2 separate regions of the Mus musculus genome follow, and region 2 is linked to region 1. A link is a contact called in public HiChIP or PLAC-seq data. All regions are on one chromosome and are shown on one strand. The core of a region is the stretch at or near the end of the contact, and the rest is flanking DNA. Distances in the headings are between cores, read along the strand shown. Region 1 holds the start of Myo18a (myosin XVIIIA). Region 2 holds the start of Proca1 (protein interacting with cyclin A1).

The links. HiChIP or PLAC-seq counts read pairs in DNA pulled down with a chosen protein or histone mark.
Region 2: an H3K4me3 HiChIP or PLAC-seq map of bone marrow-derived macrophages shows a contact between it and region 1, with 4 times the contacts expected there. The contact joins the promoter of Proca1 here to the promoter of Myo18a in region 1. A contact is called at or near these places in 8 of 39 promoter capture datasets (the 3T3-L1 cell line, fetal liver, hippocampal neurons and 3 more), 2 of 115 datasets of contacts at active chromatin or transcription factors (bone marrow-derived macrophages and pancreatic cancer cells) and 1 of 9 other capture datasets (adipose tissue).

What each region holds. Positions count from the first base shown.
Region 1 is chr11:77,775,195-77,780,204 of GRCm38.p6, forward strand. Myo18a (myosin XVIIIA) reads left to right here and starts at 2,041. Exons shown (of 41, transcript NM_001291213.1): 1 at 2,041-3,120. The coding sequence starts at 2,122.
Region 2 is chr11:78,192,577-78,197,586 of GRCm38.p6, forward strand. Proca1 (protein interacting with cyclin A1) reads left to right here and starts at 2,126. Exons shown (of 4, transcript NM_001368876.1): 1 at 2,126-2,378. The coding sequence starts at 2,297.

The sequences.
Region 1 (5,010 bases), core at 791-3,290:
AAATGGAACTTAAGTTTATCTAGTTTGTTTTTTAAACAAAGTTTCTAGTTACTGGCCAAATTTGCCTTAAATTTAAGATCCTGTCTCAGCCTTCCAAGTACTTAGAATTGTAGGTATGTGTCACCCTGCCCAAATTCACCAATTTCTTTCTTTCTTTCTTTCTTTCTTTCTTTCTTTCTTTCTTTCTGTCTGTCTGTCTGTCTGTCTGTCTGTCTGTCTGTCTGTCTTTTTGAGACAGGGTTTCTCTGTGTAGCCCTGGCTGTCCTGGAACTCACTCTGTAGACCAGGCTGGCCTCAAACTCAGAAATCCGCCTGCCTCTGCCTCCCAAGTGCTGGGATCAAAGGCGTGCGCCACCACTGCCTGGCAATTTCTTTCTTTTTAATTGTTATTTATTTATTTATTTTATGTGTGTGGGCATTTTGCTTACATGTATGTGTTTGGGCCACAAATGTGCCTGGTGCCCATGAGGCCAGAAGTGGACATTGGGTCTCCTGGAAGTGGAGTTCCAGATGTCTGTGGGTTGCCATGTGTGATTATACAGAATCAAACTTGTGAGCAATTAGCTTGGGAGTTCCTGGTCTCACTGCCTGCCTGGGCGTTGAACCTTGGCTGGTGGGAGCTTGTCCCTCAGTGGAAAGGGGATAGTGGAGGGCCTTGCCTTGCTTTGGGGGTTGGGGAGAGAGGAAATGCCTAGCCAGGGCCTGGCAATAGGCCATTGCTGGAGGGAATAAGCTCAGAGACCCTCTGTCTGGAATTCAGAGGGGAGGCATTCATGGAGAGAGAGAAATTACACTTAATTTCTAATTAGACGGTGTGGCCTACTTTTATTTTGTGTTCCCTGCTGGTTAGAACAAGAAAGGCCCTCTGGGGCTTCCCCCCTCCCCCTCCCAACCAGGTTTTTCTTACTCCTGCCCCTAATCGGGTATGCATGAGAATGGGGGTAGGTTAGGGCCCTAGGTGCTCTCACATCCTGGATCCGGCCTTCTCTCTCAGGCGGCCACAACTTTCTTCCCTAGGCTATATTTAGGCATTGGTCTGGGGAAAAGGATGTGAGTTTTTCAGGATCCTGTTTATCTAGCCGACCCCACGCCACCCCCACCTCGCAACTGTCTGTCCTGTGTGCAGTCTGGACTTCCTCTTCCTTCCCTTCCCGATTTACTTTGGGCACCCAGGGCATCAGATGGGACACAGCAGCACAGCCACTCATTTGATGACTAGCCCCTAACACATCCTTAATTTCCCAAGAGCCATTTTTCTCACCTGTGAGGACTGAATAGGAAGGGGTATGTGTGAAGCTCCCGATAAGACACATCGTAAAGCCGGGCAGTGGTGGTGCATCTCTTTAATCTCAGAACTTGGGAGGCAGAGGCAGGTGGATTTCTGAGTTCGAGGCCAGCCTGGTCTACAGAGTGAGTTCCAGGACAGCCAGGGCTACACAGAGAAACCCTGTCTGGAAAAACAAACAAACAAACAAACAAACAAACAAACAAACACACGTCATATAAATGCTAATCCCAGGTGCTAGAAAGATGGCTCTGTGGTTAAGAGCACCTGTTACTCTTCCAGAGCAGGATTCAGCTCCCAGCGTCCACATGGATGTCCATGTGATGCACATACAGACAGGCAAAACTCTCATACAAATGAATATTGTTTTAAAAAGTTGGACCCTCCAAGGTCTTTGAGGCAGGGGCTAAGGCTGCGGCTCTGGGGATACCATGGGGGGGCAGTCACGTGGGATGCCCATCGCTTCAGTGGACTGCCTGTGGGGAGGTGATGCTGCAGAGCCCCTTCCGTTTCCTTTTGTGTTCCATTTCCGTTTATGTTCCAGGTTGCAATTTGTGTTTTCTGTAAGTCAAGTCTCTCCAGGCACACCTATGCTTTGGTCTAAAGGGTGAAGTGAAATTAGAAAAAATTATGTAAATCAGGTTGCCTGGTACATCAGTAGCACTCCACAAGGGGTGACTGGTTTATCAGTATCCGCTGCCTCTGTCTGAACTGGAAAAAAACCCTGAATTTCTTTTCTCTGTTTCTACTTGCAGCTACAAGGTGGGGTCCAAAGACCCTGTGTTAAGCACTCATAGTCAGCTGGGGATACAACCCCTAAAAACAGCACACCCACCATGTTTAACCTCATGAAGAAAGATAAGGACAAAGATGGCGGGCGGAAGGAGAAGAAGGAAAAAAAGGAGAAGAAGGAGAGGATGTCTGCGGCAGAACTGCGGAGCCTGGAAGAGATGAGCATGCGCCGTGGCTTTTTCAACTTGAACCGGTCCTCCAAGCGGGAATCTAAGACGCGCCTGGAAATCTCCAACCCCATCCCTATCAAGGTGGCCAGTGGCTCTGACCTGCACCTGACGGACATTGACTCTGACAGCAATCGGGGTAGCATCATCCTGGACTCAGGACACCTAAGCACAGCCAGCTCCAGTGATGACCTCAAGGGTGAAGAAGGCAGCTTCCGGGGCTCTGTGCTGCAGCGGGCAGCCAAGTTCGGTTCACTGGCCAAGCAGAACTCTCAGATGATTGTCAAACGTTTTTCCTTCTCTCAACGGAGCCGGGATGAGAGTGCCTCGGAGACCTCAACCCCCTCAGAGCACTCTGCAGCCCCATCACCTCAGGTAGAGGTGCGGACGCTTGAGGGACAGCTAATGCAGCATCCTGGGCTAGGCATTCCTCGACCAGGACCACGGTCTCGAGTCCCTGAGCTGGTGACTAAAAGATTCCCAGCTGATCTACGTCTTCCCGCTCTGGTGCCACCACCACCTCCTGCTCTCCGGGAGCTGGAGTTACAACGAAGACCCACAGGAGACTTTGGCTTCTCACTGCGGCGCACAACCATGCTGGATCGGGCCCCTGAGGGTCAGGCTTATCGACGGGTGGTTCACTTTGCTGAGCCAGGGGCAGGCACCAAGGACCTGGCCTTGGGGCTGGTACCAGGAGATCGACTGGTGGAGATTAATGGACAGAATGTGGAGAATAAATCCAGGGATGAAATTGTGGAGATGATCCGGCAGTCTGGGGACAGTGTGCGGCTCAAGGTACAGCCCATCCCAGAGCTTAGCGAGCTGAGCCGGAGCTGGCTTCGGACTGGCGAGGGACACCGCAGGGAGCCGGCTGATGTGAGTGCTTCCCTGGGTATCAGGGGTGAGCAAAGAGTTTGTGTATGTGAGCATCTCTCGGTAGTGTACTTAAATGGGTGCTTGAGGGTACCCAGGAACTGTGAGCAGATCTTAGCGAGTGTGGAAATGGGGAGCTGGGCCAATAGGGAGAAGCCAGTCCAGGAGAGGGTGCCCCTCTGGAAACTCATTAAACACCTTTGCTTCTTCTGTGCCTTGTCAAGAAGCTGAAGGAAACCCCCCAAAAGTTCACTGGGAGAAAGTCCTTAGCAATTCAGCTGGACATCCGGGTCTGAGGTTCCCTTCAATGCCCTTTTGGATTGAAGTGATTGAAGTAAACCTTGTGAGTTTTCAAGGGCATTGGGTTAAGATCAGCTTTGGCCTGGTACTATCGGGGGCAGGGTGTGTGTGTGTGTGTGTGTGTGTGTGTGTGTGTGAGAGAGAGAGAGAGAGAGAGAGAGAGATGCCAGTGGGTAGTTGGTGAGAAAGTGTTCAAGTTTCATCATAGCTTATAGCTTAGAGGCTTGGGTACTATATTTGTTGAGCCCTCAATTGGAGATGTAGGTTAACAGGTGCCACTTTGAGATCTGAGAAGCTGTGAGTATAGGAAGCCCATGTTGTTTAGATTTCAGGGGTGAAAACAATATGGCAAATGACCTAAAATCATGGCTATCTGGGATGTCTAGCTGCCATGGTTATAGTTCTAGGTGAGATGTCCTCTCACCCCGAGTGAGCAAGATACTAGGAGTCAGGGCATAAAGAACTTATAAACAATGGTTGTGGTTTAGGTTTATCTACACTACAAAGACAGTCTGCAGTCTGACTGTCTGTGAGATCCACTAGTTGTGATCGCCATGAACTCCAGTGGGAGGCAGGAGAGCACTCAAATCAAATGCATGGTTAGGTCTCCGTGGAACACCAAGTCTTATAACCTTGGTAATCTTTTGGTGCAGGGAGAGTAAAAGAATTTTGAATGTCCTGTGTGGACATGGTGTATGACAGACTAGGTGGCCTTCAGTCATTGTTCTTGTCCAGCTGTGTGTTTTAGCATTGTCCAGATCTATGTCCTGCAGCCTGAGCAATGAGTGACTTGCCTGGGACCTTTCAGCACTAAGTGATTAGCCAGATGTGATAAAGTTGGAAAGGGGAGGAAGTGGGGAGGAAGCAGGCAGAGCCCAGCTCCCAGTGAGGGGGAGTAGGATGCTTGGGGTGATGAGGATGCTCAGGGTGATGACCCAGTCTCGAAGTCTACTGGGTCCAGAGGAGGCTAAGAGAGGCAGGTCAGACCTAGGCAGACACACTGGACTTGTGTTCCAGGCCTTCCTGTAGTGGAACTGGTTGGGTTTAGGCAGCTTTGCAGAGGGAGGTTAGTGGGTAGGATAATGCTTCTATAGAATCCAGAGAGGGACCTGGACTTATTCATTTTAGAGGTATACACTGAGGGCCAGAGAGATGGCTCATCAGGTAATGGGGAATTCACTTACCATGCAAGCTTATCAGTCTTAAGTTTGGTATCTGGATCCCAGAGAATGAGAGAACCAACTTCTAAAAATTGTCCTCTGACCTCTGTGTGCTTACACACACACACACACACACACACACACACACACACACACACACTAATATTAATAAATAAGAAGAACAAGAGGAGGCTAGAGAGATGGTTTAGCAGTTAAAAGCACTTGTTGCTCTTGATGAACACCCAGGTTTGGTTCCCTGAACCTGTATGGTGGCTTCCAACCAAACATAACTTTAGATCCAGGGGATATGAAGCCTTTTTCTGACTTTCTGGGGTACCAGGAATTCTAAGTCGCATATATGTACGTGCAGGCAAAATGTTCATACACATAAAAATAAGATAAATAAATCTTTTTTAAAAAAAGCAGAAAAAGG
Region 2 (5,010 bases), core at 876-3,375, 420 kb after region 1:
TCTGAGTAACTACCCTTTCCTTGCTGTTTTCTTTCCTCTCTGTCTCCCTCTCCCTTTCTTCTTGAGGTAGGGTCTCTTGTAGGCCAGCCTGACCTCAAAATTACCATGTACCTAAGTATTGTGTGACTGTGTCCCTAGAGAGACAATCTATTTGTCCCAGATAGAGAACTGATGGTAGACTAAAGGATACATATCTAAGTCCAACTTGGAGAAGCAATGAGTTTAATTGGGTTACTTACAGGGATATGGGTGAGGGGCTGCGTACAGAAGCAGAAATGACTCAAAGACGGCTGCATCACCGAAAGCCACTCCAGTATGAGTGACAGTTTATGAAAGCTGGAAATGAGGAGCACACTGCACAGCCTGCGGACAACTGGGCAGATCAGAGGGGCTTCCAGCCAGCTCAGCTTGTCTGAGAGTGTCTCTCAAGCAGTCCTGACTGCTTAAATATGCTTGGGGGAGAAGGGGTCTAGTACACCTGCTCAGTTTCAGGGATTTCCTGAAGCCTTTGAGTTGTTTACTTCCTGAGCTTAAGGAACTTTCCTGAAGGGGAGAATGTTTGATCTCCCTGCAGAACCGGCTGTGTGACCTTTCTATCATGAAACACTCAGAATTCTGAATAGGACTTTGGGTTATGATCCTCCCCAGAAATCCTTCACTGCACTTTCTGTACTACAGGAGCCAGGCCACTGGTACAGACACTTCTGGCTCAGTCCCAAGTCCTGTAACCAACACATATGACATCATTAACAACAGGGTCTTACCATTCAGTTTTGGAATGTTGCTGACAGCAGTGGTAAATAGCCCTATTGTTCTAGAGGCTTCCCTGACCAGCAACTCTAAGGAAGTAATCCACCCTTACTACTAGGGGGTTATATTTATTTATTTTTGAAACAGGGTTTCATGGTCAGCCCCAGGTGACCTGAAACTCAGAGATCTGCCTGCCTCTGCCTCCCAACAAAGGCACACAGGCCCATGCCACCACATCCGGCTTTCTCCCCTACCCCCCCCCCTCTTTTTTTTTTTTGAGTCCTGATCTTGGCTCTCCTGGAGCTCACGATGAAAATCAAGCTGGCCTCGAACTCAGAGATCTACCTGCAAGTGTGTGGATTAAAGGCAAACATCACCATGGCCAGCCTATCCTCTGCTTTTTGAGGTACACCTATTCTGGCTTTGGAAGCTGATTGGAGGTAAACTGAGAGATGTGACGTGAGGGATATCTGTGAAGCAGCTCTCATTCATTCACATCGTCTTGTACAGAGTTGGTTAACCCAGTGTGCATGTGAGAAGTCACCTCAATACTCAGTTCTCCCAGGGGCCTGCCCGAATGTGTAGTCCCATGAGGTGCATGTATAGGACAGTTGCACATATACTTTTTTGTTTTGTTTTGTTTTTGTTTTTCGAGACTGGGTTTCTCTGTGTAGCCCTGGCTGTCCTGGAACTCTCTCTGTAGACCAGGCTGGCCTCGAACTCAGAAATCAGCCTGCCTCTGCCTCCCGAGTTGCTGGGATTAAAGGCGTGCGCCACCACCACCCCGCACACATGTACTTCTTATGTTAGATCTGTGTAGACTTTTGGCGTCATCGTGTGTGATATACGAGTGAAGTGTGGACGCTGTGTTTGAGCAACGTGAAGGTTTCCTACTGGGATGGAGTTACCACGAATGTAAGTCACCTTACTTTCTCAACAGGAAAATAGGGCACTGTGGGGCCTAGGGATTGGGAGGAAATCTGAAGGGTAGATCTGAGGGGGATGGGTCTGGCGATCCGGGGTTAGGGGGCTTTAGGGTGTACTATACACAGTGGAGGAGGGACTTGTCACCAAGGAGACGCAAAGCCAGGATACCTGCAAGGACATACGTTCATGAAGATTGGTCCCTGGCTAACCTCCAGAAGGCGTGGCGGTCCTGGTGCTAGAGCTTGAATTTGGAAGGGGCGGGGCCAGCAACTGTTGTGGGCGGGGCTCTGGGCTAGAGTTTTCTAGAAGCAGGGACCAGCAAGGTGCTAAGTATGGGACTGAGTGCTGGGTCTGTAAGGTAAAGGTAAAAGCCCGTACTGGCGTTAAGGGTGTGACGAAGGGACTGGAAGGAGCTGGAGATCCCGGATGAAGAACCCGACTGACGCTTAGACCCGGGCTGGAAGACCTGAGGGGGGGAGGCGGGCGGGGGGTTGGGCAAGCATGAGGCGGAGCTAGGGGCTGGACTGGAGCTTACAGCTGGGCCGAGGGCTCGACCAAGCTGAGGTTCAACGTTGAACTCTGCGAGGTAGGGTCCTGTGGAAGAACTGGGCTGACAGCGATGTGGGTCAGGACGACAATAACGGTTAAAAGATGGACTGAGGAAAGGTCTGGCCGCAAAATTGAGAGAACCGAGAGAACTGGTAAGGGGCGGGGCAGAAGGATGGGGGCGTGGCTGGGCGTGGCTCTGGAAGTTTGCTTGACTTGGCTTCCTCCCGACCCAGGCTCAGCTCTTGAGCATTAGGCTGCAACCTCTGGCCTGGGCTACCGCCCCAAAGGCGCTAGGGTTCGGTAGAACCCTTGGCCCAATGCTCATCTGGGCTCCAGGGCTGGGCGGCCAGTTCCATTGACCTTGAGGGTGGGAAAGCGTCTGAGTATTCCACAAGTGACATCATAATCACCTCCAAGTGCCTAGCTAGGAGACATTTCCCAGAACAGGGCTCACTGGCCTCTCTTGCACTCTCCTCTCTCTCTCTCTCTCTCTCTCTCTCTCTCTCTCGCTCTCGCTCTCTCGCTCTCTCGCTCGCTCTCTTTCTCTCTCTCTCTCTCTCTCTCGCTCTCTCGCTCTCTCGCTCTCTCGCTCTCTCGCTCGCTCTCTCGCGCTCTCTCGCTCTCGCTCTCTCTTCCTTTTTCTTTCTTTCTTCCCTCCACACACCTTTTGTTTTGTTTTGTTTTGTTTTTTCGTTTTTTTTCGGGACATGGTTTCTCTGTATAGTCTTGGCTGTCCTGGAACTCACTCTGTAGACCAGGCTGGCCTTGAACTCAGAAATCCCCCCTGCCTCTGCCTCCCAAGTGCTGGGACTAAAGGCATGCGCCACCACTGACCGGCTTTTTTTTTTTTTTTTTTGTCCCTCCACACACATTCTTTTGGCTGCTCTAGTGCCTGTCCTCTGGGCCTCAAAGGAAGGGAGGGGTTTTGCAGGATAAGGAGGATCCTCTACAAATAAATGTGCATTTTGAGTTAGGTCCCTGCTACCTGTCCCAACGAAGAGACCACATGCTTTTCTCTTCCTTTCAAGCTATTACCATCTTCATTCTGCCACAGGAGCTCTGGACCGACTGCCTTGATCACCGCTCCCCTCTGTCCTCTTTGGACAAAGAGGCAGACTATCTCTCCAAATCCCACTTCTCGTTGATCCTTCCTGTTTTCCCTCCCAAACAGCTGATGTTGTCAACATCTATTAGGAGTATTAGTGGAAGGCAAACAGGCTTCAGCCTTGCATAAAGCCTGCTAGAGTGACAGGAGGAAAGGAGTCCAGTGCAGTTTGAGCCTGGCCTAGGCACAGGCCTTTACTGGAATAGCTTTAGGATTTGAGCGCCACAGGGGAGGCCCTGCATCAAGATCAAAGAAAGGAAATCAGAAGTGAGGAATCCGCAAGGTGGGGATTAAAAGCAAATGTTTTGGGGGTGACAACTGGATAAGGCAGGAGCTGAATCTAGTTTCAGGGCTTGGCCTTGGAGCTGTGGCATAGGGTACTTAGCTTAGGATATGTGTCTCCTTAGCCAGCAAGGCACACTGGCTTGGGAGCCAAGAAGACCAGCTTTTCTGCCTCTGCTGTCACCTTTCATCCTGAGCAAATTACTTAGTCACTCTGGGTCAGGGTCCCTCAATAAACAATTTAGAATCAAAGTCATACTTTAAAAGCCCACCGTAGGGTCCAGCATTGTGAAAGTGTATATCCTGGGAGATTATCTCCCCCATTACAGCTCACAGGAGTGCTAGGAGCTGGGCTTCCAGCTTACATGTAAGAGTGCTTGCTTAGCGTGTGTGAGGCCCTGGAGCTGACTCCTAGACACTTCCTCCAAAACAGCCCCAGTCAAAATAAATAAAGTAAGCAGAATGGCTCATGTCAGTCATTCCTGTACTTGGGAGGCTAAGGCAGGATTTACCATAAATTCAAGGCCAGCCTTGGGCTATATGAGGAATTCTAGGCCAGCCTATGGCTTTGTGAGATAGTCTCGAAAATAAATATATAAAAAGATAAAACACAGTACCCAGGTTTGAACCTGGCATTTATGTATTTCCAAGGGACATTGAATGTATACACTCAGTCAACCAACAATGACTGAGCAAGTTCCATGGCTCTGAGCATATAAGTAAATGCAGGAATGTCACAGTTCTAGAACTATGGCAGCAGGTCCATAGGCACATACAACACACAATTCCACTTGGACAGTACTGGGGTTAGTCTGCTGCAAGGCCTTGCTGTGTAGCCCAAGCTAGCCCTGTGTCAGCACACCGAGTTCTGGGATTACAGCTGTGTGCCATTATGAGCAACAGCATTTTCCCAGAGTTGAGCAGATAAAACATGGGAGAGAGAGAGAGAGGCAGGGGAGACAGATGGTCATGAGAGGTGGCAAGAACGCTCGGTGAGGGAAGGGCCTAGGTCCTGGCTCCTAAGGGCATGAGAAAAGGTCCACACTTCATTCTGAAGAACAGATGGAAGCAAGGCCTGGTGGCCTATGACGTCACTTCCGGCACATGGCAGGCAGGAGTAAAAGATGTAGAGAGCAGTTAGAATTCTATAAAACTCAACTTGACTGTATGATGAATGATAAGTTATTTCTCTGCTACTGGTCAAATGAGTCAGTTTAAATCATATTAGACTATATTAAAGGCAGGTTTATTGGGAAGCTGCTCTTGGGCAAATTCACAGGCCCTAAGGATTGAGGCCAGGGGAGGCGCCATGGGGAGGACAGGGGGGAAGGAAGAGGCGGGAGAGAAGGAGGAGGAAGAGGAGGAGAAGATCAAAATGTCTGGACTACAAAGGGAAG